Linked DNA regions of Mus musculus: region 1 is linked to region 2. The links are chromatin contacts, called in public promoter capture Hi-C maps. All regions are on one chromosome and are shown on one strand. Each heading gives the region's core, a stretch centred on a gene start, on an enhancer-like site or on the middle of the called end of the contact. The rest is flanking DNA. Distances are from core to core; before and after follow the strand shown. Region 1 holds the start of Qser1 (glutamine and serine rich 1). Region 2 holds the start of Commd9 (COMM domain containing 9).

Region 1 (3,377 bases), core at 342-2,841, 2.9 Mb after region 2:
AGTCATATAGATAATGTAACTGTTCTCTGTAAAATGATAAACTACCACCAAAAATAACCAAGGAAGGGTCTAATATTCTTCCTAAAAATTCTTCAAAATGTTTTATTTACAATAACACGACACTATAGCTATTTCTGTAAGACCTCAGCGTCTCCAGTTAGCTCGAAACTGGAAAAATCACTTTCTTTTTAAAAATCCGGGCTCTTTTTAAACAAAAGATTTTTCTGAGGTTTATAATTACTCTTTTATTGAAGCATTATTATTTTTCTTTCTTTCATAATAACTCCGAGACTATCTAAGACAAAGACTAGTTAATTCTTTACACATCTATTCTAAATCATGAATGCGGCACTTTCATAAAAACAAAGGTAATTAGAATGTGTAAAGTGAAATAAAAAGTTCACTCGTGTCGTTTAAATCGTTTAGAAACCTGGTGAGATCACATAGGTACAAGGCTTCCTGTTGGTAGCTGAGGATGAAGTCATTACCAGCCAGGATTTCCCTGTTCTTGGGTCAGAAGCTATACCTACTAGATCGAGTATTGTTTAGGGGAGGCGGTTTTTAAAAAGTACCCCGCTCCCAAAGCCAGACCACGCCTTCCAGTTATCATTCGAATGTGACCATTTCAAAGTGTAGTACTGCTACACATTTCTCGCGAGCTTAAATAGCAAACAGGAGTCCCCATTTTGGGGTCTACTGCCCATGCTGGAGAGCCGCACTATACAATGAAGTGGAGACGGAGAAGCATGCTTTGGGTCTTCGACCTCTAGAGCCTTCTTTGACCACCAGCCCTCAACGCTTCCCAAAACTCAGTCACCCCCAGACACTGAAAGCCAAGAGGGAATCTTGACTTCCTGCCGTTGTTAAAAGCAGAGGAAACCCAAAAGCAACTTTGAACGCGTGGAACACTACATCACTATAAACATATGTCACCCAGCCCCTGCTTTGCATTCGTGTCCCGCCCTGGGGGTTCTCTTGCAGCCCAGTCATCCCAGGACCCCCAGTGTCAGCGACACGGCCCCGCTCCTCGTCATGCCCTGCCACCGCCCTCACCTTCACACTGCCGAAGCCCCCAACACCACATTGTCGGCCACCCAGATTCCAATACAATGGAATGTCACTGCCCAGGACTCCGCGGCGCCCCTTTAGGCCTCCCCGCGGAGTCAGTCCCGGTTCCCCAGATACCGAGGTCAGCCCGGAGCTTAAACTTTACCATGTGGGAGTCCAGCACCGAGAGGTGACTGCGCCCCTCCATCCCACCCAACCTTCCCTTTCTGCCCCACGCCCCGACCCGCCCCAGGAGCGAATCCTGCACCATGCGCCCCCTCCCAGCCGGGACCACCCGCCAGGAGTTGTCCACCGCCTCTCCCGGGAGCAAAGAAGGGCGCCTCGAAGGCTCCCCACCCGGCCTGGGCCCCCGAGAGGGGCGGGCACAGGCCCCGGCGCATCCGCGGCCTTTCCTGGCCCAGTGAGACCCCGCGCCCACCCTCTCTACCTGGCCTTGAGGCTGGGACTGCTGCCGCTGCAGCTGGGGCTGGAGGCGGCGGCCGGGACCCGGGCTTCGTAGGCCCAGGCGGGGGCAGCGGGCTGCGTGGCGGCGCTGGCGGGGGGCGCGGGAGGCTCAGCGAAGCCCGCGGGCGCGTAGTGCGCGTCCATGGCGGGGGCTGAGGCGGCGGGGGCGGGCGGGAGGCGCGGGGAGGAAGAGGCGGTGGCGGGAGCTGCCCCTCACATGGCGCGGCCGGGGGGCGGGGGCGCCTGGGCGGGGGAACCGGGCTGCGGCGGGCGGGCCTCGGCTCGGACGTCAGGAGAGCGGCGGCGCCTGCGGCCGGGACGCGAGGCGGCCACAGCGCCCGCAGCCCGGGCGCCCCATGTTGTTGGATTTCCCAGGATGCACCTCCCGCGCCCTCCGCCCGCTCGTCGCCCCGCCCCCCTCGGCGCCCCGCGCTGCTGGCTGCGGATTCGGGAGCCGGGCCGGACGAGGGCTGCTCCGTGGACGCCCTAGCGGTGAAGAGAAGGCCTACGCGCCGGAGCACCCGCATGGGTGCGGACAGGAGAGGGCTTGCCAGCACTGTGCCTGGAGTTCGTTACTCTGCGCTCCCGGGTTCTTTGAAGGAACTCAAACACTCGATTCCCGCTTGTGATTTCTTTCTCTGCGCCCCAAACCACAGACAAGGGACTGTTGCTTTGCAGTACTCGCTTCCTGCCCAAAGTTTGCTGGGCTTAGAGGATCTGGTTCCTGCTTCCTGGGGGAGATTTCTATTCAAATTGATTCAAATTCAAACGAATTTTGCAGCCCTAGCTGAATGGGCCTTTCCCAGGGGCACTTATTAACTGTCCCCACCCCCCACCTTGGGGATTTTCTTACTCTGGAGTTCAGAATCTTCTATCCCAAGATAAATACCGCCTCATCATTGATTAGTCCAACTACCATCTGGATGACTTTAATTACAATACATTCGAACTCACTATGCACTTTGTTGGGGCTCTCTGCTCAAGATGTTTAATCTCTGCAAGACTCTACCCAAACATTGCCTTATCGGACTTCTAAGCTGTGTGGTGTGAGTAATTTGATGACTTTGAGGTCGTGCCTACCCGAACTGTTTCTCCTTATGAGTAATGAAATTCAGGGATCATATGAATCGTTTGGCTTGTGATCCATAAGTTGAAAGTTAAAACTAACCGTGAAGCTTAGATTTAATGACTATCTCTCCTTTTAAAAAAAATCAATATTGGCTTAACACCTATCACGTGCTTAGCAAAGAGATCTCTCAAGATAAAGACTAGCACAAAGGTTTAAGCCAATCAGACAGGCGTAACGGAAGACCTAATAGAGCTGATACTCTCTATCTCTGGTGACTATCTAAACTTCTGTAATACCTGCCATTAGATCTGCCATCCCCTCCGAGACTGATTTTGTTCTGAGACTATGTTTTCCTCCTGGCGCCTTCATTCTTTTGTTTCTATGCTGTTTTTAGTGAAAAACCTTCTGCACCTGTGACTCTTGCAGCCTGGTCCCCCGGTGGGGAAGAAAAGAAAGTAGTGGTAATTTACAAATGAATTCGAAGGTGTGGACGCAGTAGACCTTTCCAGTTTTATGTTAATCTCATTAAGCATTTACCTAGGATATCTTTGGAAAGTGGTTTTCCTTGAGGAAGGAATTTGCCAAATCTCAGATCCAGCTGAGAAGTACGGCAAATATCCTCCTCCCTCTACAACATTTACTTCCAGCAGACTGGTGATCTGGAGTCTAAATGAAGCAAGTCTTCACAACTAGCTAATATATTTATAAGTACTTTTGTGAGCACTAAATTTTTGTCTCTGTGGAACGTGTGGGAAACGGAGTGGTATGCTGTAAATGTTTTATAGAATTTAGTTGG
Region 2 (3,438 bases), core at 457-2,956:
TGAGGTAGCATTTGCAGCAGCTGCTGAAGCTGCTCCCAGACAACAGGATGCATCAGATTGGTCTATACTCTTAGCACATTCCCTGAATCCCTGGTAACTGTTATCCACTGGTAACCCTCCACCAGGCTGGGTTTATTCAAGGAAGAATGACATCTTTAAAGTCAGGTAGCTTGGGAAGCCAGATCCTTCCTTCACAGGTTTCTGTTTCTTTCTTAGTTCTGGAAGCCTGTTCTTGAAGTTGGAGTCACTCCCCATCTTGCAGTTGAAGTAGATACAGTACCCAGCAAAGAGGGCAAGTGCCAGGGGAAATGGCTGCTTTGGCTGTCATCATTGCCCCATCTGGATGTCAGCTTTCCCTAGTAGCTGGCAAACAGTAGTTAGTACCTCATTCTGGAAGCTCACAGCCTGCAGCCACTTTGAATCAAGACATGGAAAGGCTACACCTAAAGACTTATACAATATTTCAAAGCCAGAAAGCCTGGGATGGCTCAGTTGAGTTGTTATGCTTTCAATTTCTCAAGTGCATTGGTTACTGGTGTGTCACTGTGACAGGAACTAGATGGAAACAACTTAGAGGAGGAAGATTTATTCTGGTTCATGGTTTCAGAAGTTGTAGTCCAACATGGCAGAGCAGGGTGGCAATAATGTACAGCCAAGACTTCTTACACAGCAGCAGACAAGACACCATGCAATCAGGCCAGAACCAGAAGCAGCATAACCCCCAAAGGCCTGCCACTAGAGACCTTCACTAGCAAGGTCCCAGATCCTAAGGGTTCTAACATTCAGCAGTCCCACAAAGCTAGGGTCCAAGTGACCACAGGATGAACCTGCAAAACAGATTTCAGACTCAACCCATAGCAAGGTTGTAGTTAAGCCTTTGACCCAGCGACTGCCACTTTCAGACTCTCTGAAGACTGGAGGGTCTGCCTCTGAGGAAGGTGTTGGCAGGTCTTGCTGCATGACCCTCAACACTCAGTTTTAAGGGAAAGAATGCAGACAGAAGAGACCGTGCCGGAGGTGCACAGAGCTAAGATAGTCAATATCTTCACACGCCTTCTTCCTTTCTAACCCCTTTCCTAATCAGCTGCCCTTCAAACCAGACCTCTTCTTGGACCACAGGAAAGTTACTAAGAACCCTAAGTGACTTAGCTTGACTGTCTGGATAAGGCTAGTTACAAAGGCTCCTATCTCTCCACAAACAGAGAAGAAACTATATGCCTTGAAGCGTTGTTTTTTGTTTTTTGTTTTTTTTGTTTTGTTTTGTTTTTAGGGAGTACTGCAGGCATGTGAGCGTGTGTGTGTGTGTGTGTGTGTGTGTGTGTGTGAATTCCAAGAATTCAAATAGGCAAAGCTTCATTTAAATCCAGATGGTGAGTAGGCCGATCTCTTCTGGGCATCTAAGTTGCCAAGGTGTCTGCCAAGTCTGCAGGTGCATTCACCAGATCAGCCAGCCTACCCAGAGGGGCAAAGGCAAAACCAGTTTCCCTGACCTAGGATGTCCAGCCAGTTGTTCCCTGGAAATCATTCTATATCCGAGTTCTCTCAGTATCTCAGCCCTCTGGTCTTTGAGCTTAGTCATACAGGAGGAAGACTTCCTGGTTCTTTGCACGCCGTTCCCGCCAGCCACGGTGAAGAACTACAACTCCCAGCATGTCCTGCGAGGGGTCACGAGGCACGCTCCGCTTGCTCCGGCTGTCACGTGACTCCAGAAAGATGGCGGCCTTGACAGCAGAGCATTTCGTGGCGCTCCAGAGCCTACTGAAGGTATCTTGAAGGGGTGGGGACGCGTGCGGCCACCGTCTTAGGGTCTGGGACTTGGTGCAAAGCAAGAATTGGGAATAAACCGGCCCTGACTTGGAGCATTGTCCCACTCCCACCCTACCCGCCGCGCGTCAGTGCTTCTTTGTGTGACCCTGAGAAAATCGTTCAGCCTTTCTGAGCTTTTAAACAGGAGCAACAAAATTAATCACGCCCAGATATTAAGGTGGAAGTAAAAATCAGATAGTCGATGTAAATACACCCAAGAATTAGTGACCACGAGTGGTTTTATAGATTGGAGCACTTGGGTGACAGTCACCAGTTCCCATTTCATCCCAGTCTTTACGCCTCTCTCAGGGAAATTCTCTCCTTCTTGTCACCCTAGTACTTCTAGGGACGTCATAAAGTTTGAGTTACTCCTTAGAAGGGTGGCTTTGCATTCCCTCTTAGGACTTATTACTAGTGTGCACACACCATGGATGTCTTTGTGTTCTCTTCTGAGGAACATGATTTCTGTTTCTTCTTGTTTTCCTTTCTTCTCTCTTATCCAGTTGAAGATCAGAAATGATCCTCGTGACACTGTCATTATAAGTCACACATATAATGCCCTTTCCGTTATCCATCTTCCTAGTGTGCATTTGCTCAGTCCACTCCTGAGCACTTTGACTTCATTGTTCACAAGCCTATGCCAACAAGAACAAGACCTGGCACCCAGTATGTGCCGAAGAAATAGCTATGAAGGGCTTTAGTATAGTGGAGCTGTGACTAGGATCCAAGAGTTCTCCTTAGCAGCTTTTTCTCTTCCTTGTGGTTGATTTAAGCCATTCCTTTTCCATGCTTGCTTGTCTTGGGACATTTTCTTTTCCTTGGTAAGTTTTGGAAAATAACATATAGCATACTGAAATCATTAGTAATTCCCTTAATGACTACACACTCATGTAGCCAACACCAGACCACAGACTGAGACACCAGTACCCCCAGTGCCTCCCTGGTTACTTACTTCACTTGCCTTCCCAACAGTGCATAGCTTCGGACACCATGTACTATTACTCAGTCTCTGAACTCCACAGAAATGGAACACTTCTTCATATCAGTGTTCACATCTGGCTTCCAGTCATGATTGTAGCAATAGCTCATTTTCACTGCTCTATTGTTTAAATACACTTTATTAAAAGCTAACTATAATATCTCCTGTAGTTGTGGGAAATAATGCAGAGAGATTTTTGTCCCATGTTCCTTAATGGTGACTTCCTGGATATCTACAGAACAATATCACAGTTGGGGTATTTACATTGATCCAGTAAAGCTCCAAGGCATAGCTATCTATGTAAGACCCCTGGGTTGACATCTTACAGCCAAGCTCACTTGCAGTTGGCCTCCAGAATTCCTTGACACTTCAACATTCTTGTATCATTAGTTTTCATTTCAAGAACGTTTGTAAATCTTGGTGTAGATGATGTTTGTGGATTGGCTTTCCTCACTAAGCCTAATTCTCAAGCTGTAGATCGAAACCCCTTTGTGGTTGCATATCAGTTTTCCTGAATAGCAGATATTTACATCACGATATAAACTATGAAATAGCAATAAAATAATGTTATGGTTGGGGTCACCACAACGTGAGGGACTGTATTAAAGGGTTGCAGCATTAGGAAGACCGAGAGACCACTACTCCAGAGAGAA

Evidence for each region. Promoter capture Hi-C pulls out the DNA fragments that hold promoters and counts their contacts.
Region 1: a contact with region 2 is called in a promoter capture Hi-C map of pre-B cells, with 2.8 times the contacts expected there. The contact joins the promoter of Qser1 here to the promoter of Commd9 in region 2. A contact is called at or near these places in 3 of 39 promoter capture datasets (the C10 cell line, liver and pre-B cells) and 1 of 9 other capture datasets (liver).

What each region holds. Positions count from the first base shown.
Region 1 is chr2:104,815,105-104,818,481 of GRCm38.p6, forward strand. Qser1 (glutamine and serine rich 1) reads right to left here and starts at 1,592. Exons shown (of 12, transcript NM_001123327.2): 1 at 1,496-1,592. 2310047K21Rik (a long non-coding RNA gene) reads left to right here and starts at 1,818. Exons shown (of 3, transcript XR_003953885.1): 1 at 1,818-3,377.
Region 2 is chr2:101,884,556-101,887,993 of GRCm38.p6, forward strand. Commd9 (COMM domain containing 9) reads left to right here and starts at 1,707. Exons shown (of 6, transcript NM_029635.3): 1 at 1,707-1,764. The coding sequence starts at 1,714.